Linked DNA regions of Gossypium hirsutum: all the other regions are linked to region 3. The links are chromatin contacts, called in public Hi-C maps. All regions are on one chromosome and are shown on one strand. The core of a region is the stretch at or near the end of the contact, and the rest is flanking DNA. Distances in the headings are between cores, read along the strand shown.

Region 1 (2,700 bases), core at 44-2,543, 220 kb after region 3:
TCACAAAATTCTCCTCTAATAAAATAAAGTTAAAAAGAAAGAAAAGTAGCAACCAAACTCGTTGTTTTTCTCCTTTTTTGCTTTACTTTATAACCAAATTTTGAGCTTAAAATCAGTACAAACCAATAAATATTTCACTGATTCCAAATTTCAGCACACAATTTAGGAAATTAACTTCAATGAGTAAACAACTACAATGTAATTTATCTCTTTTTATGCAACAGAACCTCTTGTAAATCCAAAAAATGAAAACCCAGATTTCCAAAACCACAAGTTTTTATCGCCGCAACATCCCCCATCTCAAAAGTTTTCAGCTCAAAAACAGTTATTCCAAATTACAAAGCTAAAATAACTACAAAAGCACTACAAAACTAACTGCATGACTTGCAGACATTAAACAATTATGCCAAGGCACACAATCTAGCATTCAATTGCCAAAATCAGTTCTGATTGAAATGAAAATACAAGCTTAAATCAACTACAAATATAGTAATGAGAACTATTCAACAATAAACGAATAAAACAAATAGAAGAAAATTAGAAAGAGAGCGAGAGGATATACCCAGTTCTCTGTTCAAGGATAGCTAGAAATTGCATCTTCAAGTAAGTGCAGGTGCAGATTCCCAATAGCACTACCGTTAAGAATGAATGGAAATTGAAGAGTGCCGACTGAAAGCGCACATCAGAAAATTAATTGAACATATAAATAAAAATGAAAAAAAAAAGCTTACGAATCCATGACGATGGCGATCAATCACAACCTAAAATTTTATGGGATTCTTTTCCCAATATTTTCTATTTAGGATATGAATGAAGCAACAGGGAAGAAGAAGTAATTTAGCTGAGCGGGGGGATGAACTAAAATGCCGATGGAAGAAGAAGCAGAAATCTATGAGGGCAGAAAAAGGAAACGAAAACAAGAAATGGGTAAGGATTCTCTAATCGGTGCTGAATGGGAGGAATACCTATTACGGGACCGGGTGTATTAGGTAAGGAACAAATTTGGGACGTAATGGCAATACAACCAACCAAACAACAGATTGAAGGGAGATTAAGTGGGGCCCACCGATTAGGTGTGTATTGGCTATGCCAATAGACCCAACCAAACATGGTGTAATAGATGATAACGGTTGGGTGATCGTTTTGTTCAAACCCGAAATGTAAGTAGCAATTTTAAAAGTTTTGAAAATTCAGTAACAAAAACGTAATTTCAACCAAAGTTGAGGGGAAACCGGGATAATTTACTCAAAAAATTAAATCGTATGTTATTGGATCGTGTGACGTGCCAACATGTGATCTATGATACGGAATCATTACTCGTTAGTCGTCGTCACAGGCGACGGGAGCCGTGATGGGCTGGGCCGAATCCTAAGCTGCCCGCCATTTTTGGCGCACACACTGCGTTGCTCCATTCCTCCATCGATCAGTGCAAGAAAAACGCCTATTTCCCTAATCTCAAAAACTCTCCGACCCCAATCTGAGAATGACCGGAGATGGTCGAAGGAGCGCTCGAAGCAGAACCAAACCCTCCTCCGATGTCAACGAAGACGATGATGCTTTCAATAAAGCTAAACCAATCTCCAAACTCCGCAGAGTTAAAACCAAAGATCACGGCACCGCACTTCGAATCCTCAACGCTGATCTTAAAATCATTCTAGGTTTCGGCATAGTCGCCGCCTTAATTATATTCTTTTTAGTCAATCATCTCATTAGCATAGCTGAAGAAGCTCGTAGACCTAGAGTCGTCACTCCATTTCCAGCTCCCAGAATCATGGACTTACCTCAGGTACTCCAAATGTGAATTTCTATCCCTTTCTCACTTTTTTCCTTCAAATTTTTTTAAAAGAAGTTTTTAAATCGCGAATATAAATGTAAGTATATTGGAGTATAGATTTTTTTTATACGTATATGTACTTATTTGGTAATGGAGCACTCGATTTGTGACAGTTTCAAGGCGAGCATAAGGAGAGCTTATACTGGGGAACTTATCGTCCTCATGTTTATTTTGGGATTCGTGCAAGGTAATATCATATTTTTACATTCCTAGAACTTGATATGTTTTTCCCTTTAGCTTTATAATTTTGAACCGAGGAGATAAAGTTCATGTGAATAATAGCATGGTAATTCTTTTTTGGCTAAAAAGTGATTGTAATTGGAGGTTGTTAATTAGCAAACTGTATCTGGCAGGACTCCTCTGTCACTAGTTGCTGGATTAATGTGGCTCGGTGTAAAGGATCGGAGGTATTTTATTCGACACATTTGCCAAGATTCCGATGATCTGAGCACATATGGTTGGACAAGTCATAATGGACGGGATTTTGGACATCAAGTTCTGGTTGATCAGGATATGACTCTAGCAACAAGTTTCTTGAAATATAAGGAGGATGACAGTGGCTATGGAGGAGACTGGGCAGTTCGAATTAACGTACAAAATCAAGGGTATGTTGCTTGATCTGTTATTTTACTTGTGTTGTTGATTGCATATGTTTAACCTGGTGCTTTCTTGAAGATAGGTCAGAGGAAAATATTGAAGTTGATTTTATGACAGTCCGAGAAAAAAGATTGAATAACTGAAGAATACATTTGTAAATGAACAATTAATGCATATTTCAATTTTATGAAAGTCTGTGGCTTAACATTTTTAGTGCCATGCATGTTTCAATTTTAGGTGTAGAATTCTTTGGGTCAATTAATGTATTG
Region 2 (2,973 bases), core at 271-2,770, 130 kb before region 3:
GAACTCAAAATGGCTAAAGGCTTTGGGACCAGACAGACAGGTGATAAAGTGTGTTTTTGTCCTTAAACTTGGAAGAAAACAAAACTTAACAGTGCTTTTGCCTGGCCCTATGTTTTTATCATCATTGTTAGTTTGATCAACTTGACTGATGATTACCACTGCTTGATTCATAAGTTAACAGGTAACTTGTCTTTAGGCACATTAACAAGTCGTAAGCGATTTCAATTCCACAACTTCATTAGTAAAAAGGTTTCCTTGCCTTTCATTCAAGCCCAGGATGCAGGATTTGGTTTGCTTGGGAGAAGATAGTACACGCAATAGTACCTAAACCTTGATCAATTACGACAAAACTAACACTCAACTCATTTCAGGATTTTTCTTTTTCCTATGAACCCAAACAACATAAGCTTCAAGGTTACTTTTATGAGCGCCAATCCGTACATTAAATTTTAGTTTGCAGTTCAACTAAATTGAACAAAACATTTCATTTGCAAAATTTAAAAATATTATTAATTCTGTTAAATGATAAATAACTTTTTATTTTTATTTTTAAAATGGTCTTATTTGTTTCTTTTTACTAGTAAATAGACTAAATCATTAGTATAATAGTACAAGAGAACCAATTTGAACTAGTCCCCATCATAGATGGAGCTGTCACCGAATTTTTGGGAGAAACCATCTCTGTGCAGACAAACATATAAATGATGAGAAGAATTCTACTGTATTAATATTTTGTTAACTACTTTTTAAGTTTTAACCATGGAAAACTACATCTATATGAAGCAAAATCCATTCCAAGTCTTACAGAAACTTGTTTTCCTAAATTTTGCAGTATTATTTAGAACTGTTGCTGGCATACATATTGTGTTGGATCTAACAAGGCAAAACCCTGTTAAAGAAGAGAAATCCCAACACAGTTTTTTCAAACTATAGTACCACACACACACATATATAAAGATCATACCAGCCAGCTCTCACGAAAAATGGACTGGTACTGCAACAGGACTAACAGCAACACAATGAAAGCAGCCACCGCCCAGGGTGAGGTACCTTCAGAAGGGTGATGGTGAGTCCGGCGGATACGTTCCCAGGGTGATAACCCAAACAGCATACCAGAGACTTCCATAGAGGAGAGCCATCGTGCCAAGAGTATTAACACGACTGGTGTGGCGAAAAGTACCCAACTCATTTGCTGGTCGGCAGATTCCACAGCCGATTCGTAGTTAAGGTAACTTGATATTCCGAGAAATACAGATGTGAGAGAAAGGATTAGCAGAACAGGATAAGGCAGAGGAGTTAAAGAGAATGAATCCAAGATGGAGTCACCTCTACTTCTAATATGATGGGCCATAAAAGAGGTATAGGTTTAGGGCATTTTCTAGTATGTGAATTAAAGACTCTATTTATAGTAAAAACATTTGTTGATTTGGTTCCTAGTGAAATAATCAGTCTGACTGCAGTTGTAAGCATACGGAAGAAAAAGGTTAATTCTTGGAATATGTAGCTGGCTTGTCTGGTCTGGGGATGGTTTGCATTACAAGAATGATGTATAATATACTAAGATAGATGGTACTAACATTGAACGAAGAGAAGGGGAGTGGCCGGGGGGGATGCTCAATGCTACACTTCACAACACAAGCACCTCGGAATGTGTTTTATGGTTGATCCTCCTCTAAAAATTAGCAATTAGCTTTCGTTGGGGATTATAAACATCTTATTATGATCTCCATATGAGCAAATAGATAGGCGTGAAGGAATCTCAGAATAATATAGTGATCACTAAAAGCTTTTAGATGGAGCTAACGGACAATGTTTTTTAAGTTGGAACTAGGGCATCAATCTCAATCTTATTCATGAATAATAAGAAATAAGAATCCAACACTTCCATTTTTCAATTACTCTTAACTATAGTCATGTTAGAAATATGGGGTAAAACCACCTCTTCTGACATAATCCCTATACATTTTGAAATTAAATAATTAAGGACAACTAATAACCTTCCCTTGTCAATTATAACTACTTTTAATTGGTATAATAACTTAACTCTCAATGTTTATATATTTTAAGTAAATACTGTAAGCTAAATTTATTAAATCAAGACCAAGTATTAATGTTGTGATTGTCCTTTTTTACTTACTTTTGAAATTGATAATGATTAAATTATTTTGATTTTTTTAGAGACCAATTTATTCAGGGACCATAAAGGTGTTTTTTTACCAAATATGGGCCACATGTCGGCAGACCCACCCAAGGGATGAGTTCCTAACATGCCCATGACGACGGTGAAAAATAAATATAAAAATGAAATTTTAGTATTTATACAAGCTCATGAACGAAACAACCGACCTTCCCCAAGCTAGCTGCCTCGGAAACGTCAGAGACGATCCATCATCCATGCTCCTTAATTTCCCTCCTAAAAATAAAATAATAAACTAGAGAAACCCACAATACACCAATTTCTACAATCATCTGGTAAGCTCTAAAGCATTTGAAATCCAATATGACAAAAGACATGAATTATTCCTCTTGGTTCTACCCAATCCGACTAATCTTATATGGATAAGTTGGCCTTTCTCGGACCAAATGTCTGGACTTTATCCCTTATATTAAGAACCCAAATGGGATCACCAAGCTTATCAGTTTTCGCGAAAACTGTACAACAACATGATGCTCTCTAAAAAGTTCGTTTCCTTGTAACTAAGATGAGTTAAAAGTGGACAAAATTGATGACTTGCCAATATAACCTACCACAGTAAATGGCTGAGATCAGACTTTCCCCTCGTACTGGAAATTCAGTTTGTAATCACGTTGCAAACTGGCCAAAGTGTTTCTACAAGGACCCTCTGCAAAATTATGCATAGATGAATGAAAAAGTTTTAAGACAGTCGTGCTTTTAAGATAAGGGTAAATCAAGATGGCTTACCTCCAAATACTGTATGAAGATATTGAAGATCATTAGCTGAGCAAGCATCT
Region 3 (2,982 bases), core at 154-2,653:
AGGTATATATCAGATATTATGAAAGTATTTGCCAAAGATAGAGATGTGACCCATAATTTACAAGATGAGGAATTCAACTAGAAAGGTTCCAAGGTATTTTGTGCTAACAACTCACTCACTAAGTTCGCGTGAACTTACAAAGTGTTTGTTCTTGTTTCAGGTATTGCTACGAGAGTAAGTACGCCAAGAGGGAACAAGCCAGGAATGTGCCAACTAGGAAACGGTGAATTGGGTTATTATGCATTCAGAGGATATCTTAGGAGTAAGGCGTATAGCATAGTATGCCAAGATTAGTCTGTCTTTAATGAACTTTTATGTTGTAATGTCTTACATTATTTTAAAAGTCTGTTGTATTCTTGGATGTCTTCTTTATTTCTTTTATTCAGAAAATATTTAATAATACAAAAAGAGATATGTTGAAAAAAGATCATATGCAGATTGTTTAAACATTTATGCTAAGTGTTTGTATGTCGTAATATTCGATATCCAAAATCAATGATTCGGGTTGGGTAGAGGGTGTTACAAAACTTATCAATTTAAAGTATAATGACTAAACCCATAACTTATATGGAGTTGAAATTTGTTTACTCAATTTGATCGAATGCTTACCGTTAATTGCGTTCTTTGTTTTTAGACATTTTTTGGAGAGTAAACCTTCTTTGTAAGTGAGATTGTTTGGGTTGAGTGATTGTAAATTGAGGTTCTTTGTTGGGCTGTAATTACCTCACTGTATAATGGTAGATTGAGCTTTAGCTTTTACGATTCCAGATCCATTGTTTACTAAAATCTAGCTCTATTGAGTAAGATTGTTATTCAAATTGCGTTAACAAATATTGCGTGTCACTTTATTGTTTTGCTATACTATTTTTTAATCCGCTTGTTAATCTACCAAGTTTCGATATCTATTGAAACATCAATTGAGACAATATATTGGAACATAATAGCAAACTGAGAGGTTTTTATAAAATATTAAAATATTAATGAATTAACACCATTTTACGTTGATATATTGTATACAAAATAATTATATTAATTTGACATGAAAATAAATGTATGTAATCATTTCTTTAAATGTGTACAATTGAATCAAAATCAAAGTTTTATGTATACATATGAACCGCAAATCAAGTTTCATATGCATAATTGCACAAAATAAAAATTTATGTATCAAAATTACACATTGAACTAAAGTTAAATATATAAATTTGATATTTATTGTTAAAATTAAAAGATTGATATGATTAGTGATTTAAAGTGTGGGCAATTACCCCGTTAAAGTTGTAACCTAGAGGGTTACAAATCTTTGTGAAATCTTTAATGGGCATTGGAAGTTATCAAAAACAAGGCTCAACCCATTTCATAAAACTAGCTCTTTGGCCCATAGATCTTGTTAACTGTAAGAGATTCTGTGGACTGGGATAATTGTGTGGTTTACAAAGTCGATACTCCCATCTCCGTTTTGGATCAAAGCTTGGGCCAATCTGAGACAACCCAAACAAGCAGATTTTCCCAGTTTCCCGTAGCACAAGAAAACTGAGGAAGAAAAAGTAGAAATCAACCCTTTTTCCTCCTTATATTTCAGTTTGCTTTGCTTTGCTGCATCTCATTCTCACTTCACCTTTTTTTTTTTATTGTCTGGATCATCGGAAAGGTTCTCTTCTCAACCTCAGTTTTGTTTTCGCTTTTGCGGTTTTAATATTTTGAAAGCATTTATTTTCTTCACTTAGGGTATTGTTCTTTAATTTGATTTTTTTGGGGGTTGGGGGGGGGGGAGAAATTATCATCAAATGCATCAAATTTTCTGATTCAGTCTTGCGCTTTTGTAGAAATTAAAGAACCAATCATGAAGCTTGACACCAGCGGACTAGAATCGGCTGCTCCTGTCTGGGGTGCTCCCAGTGAACTTGTTGACGGGTTTTCGGCTGCTCCGTCGTTCGATCTCCCAAACACTACTGATGTGAGTTAAAAATTTCTGCTAATTTGGTACAACATTATTAGTTTCCCGTGTAAAGGGAGATGTTTGGGGCTTATTTTATGTGTGATCGGTGTATTGCAGTTTGATGGGTTTCAAAAAGAAGCTATCCAGATGGTAAAACCTGCTAAGGGTACCACCACGCTAGCTTTCATCTTTAAGGAAGGGGTCATGGTTGCCGCTGATTCTAGAGCTAGCATGGGAGGCTATATCTGTATGTTTCTCTTACTTTTTGTGTGTATTTTGCCTTAGTTTTTATTTTTCAGAAATTTGTTGGTTAGGAAATAGTCTATTAGTGGTAATTGTAGATTAAACCTTGTCATAAAAAAAACATCTATAATTTTTCAATCTTTTGTTTCTTCTTTTTTGTTGTGTTGGGGTAGAAATTGAATCGTGATTGTTGATTAGTATTCCTTTTCCTATCCTAAAATTTGGCAGCTTCACAATCAGTGAAGAAAATTATTGAAATCAATCCTTACATGCTTGGAACAATGGCTGGAGGAGCTGCTGACTGCCAGTTTTGGCACAGAAATTTAGGCATCAAGGTAATGGGACAAATGTGGCCCTCTTGTCAGTGGGATATTAGCATCAGGAAACTTTTTCCTCCTCTTTTTGTGTTGGATTGTTATTGTATGTTATATATACTGTATATTTTTGCATATTGGGTCCTATGCAAGGAAATGTAGAGAAAAAAAAGTCTATTGGTCATTTTGGCATTCTCTTGCAGTTTTCATTGATGATAAACCATGGGGTTATACAATGTAGAAAGTGAGATCTCAAAGGTTTCAGATATATACTTTTTGAATTGGCTCTATAATCGAACTACAGATGTCCTGCTTTTTCTAAAACACGTATATGAGAACAAAAGAATAGAAAAAATGATTTGATATTTAGCATAGCTTACTAATAGCTAACTAATTTCAATATCACCTTCAAATGTGACTCACACATACAGATTAACCCTTCCATGTTCTACTTAGGCAAGGTTATTTTCATGGTATTGATATGCA

The links. A called contact is a pair of places that touch in the nucleus more often than the background predicts.
Region 1: a Hi-C map of leaf shows a contact between it and region 3, with 3 times the contacts expected there. The contact joins the promoter of LOC107922345 here to the promoter of LOC107922441 in region 3. A contact is called at or near these places in 15 of 34 Hi-C or Micro-C datasets (anther, callus, hypocotyl and 3 more).
Region 2: a Hi-C map of leaf shows a contact between it and region 3, with 1.9 times the contacts expected there. The contact joins the promoter of LOC107922239 here to the promoter of LOC107922441 in region 3. A contact is called at or near these places in 5 of 34 Hi-C or Micro-C datasets (hypocotyl, leaf and petal).

What each region holds. Positions count from the first base shown.
Region 1 is chrD01:53,538,951-53,541,650 of Gossypium_hirsutum_v2.1, reverse strand. LOC107922345 (mannosyl-oligosaccharide glucosidase GCS1) reads left to right here and starts at 1,293. Exons shown (of 22, transcript XM_041087422.1): 1 at 1,293-1,786; 2 at 1,948-2,021; 3 at 2,188-2,439. The coding sequence starts at 1,484.
Region 2 is chrD01:53,889,357-53,892,329 of Gossypium_hirsutum_v2.1, reverse strand. LOC107922239 reads right to left here and starts at 1,520. Exons shown (of 1, transcript XM_016852160.2): 1 at 706-1,520. The coding sequence starts at 1,351. The coding sequence ends at 959. It overlaps LOC107922238, which reads right to left. Exons shown (of 11, transcript XM_016852159.2): 9 at 2,924-2,973; 10 at 2,749-2,843; 11 at 815-2,413. The coding sequence ends at 2,767.
Region 3 is chrD01:53,757,294-53,760,275 of Gossypium_hirsutum_v2.1, reverse strand. It overlaps LOC107922441 (proteasome subunit beta type-5), which reads left to right and starts at 1,403. Exons shown (of 8, transcript XM_016852482.2): 1 at 1,403-1,651; 2 at 1,827-1,957; 3 at 2,057-2,186; 4 at 2,411-2,517. The coding sequence starts at 1,844.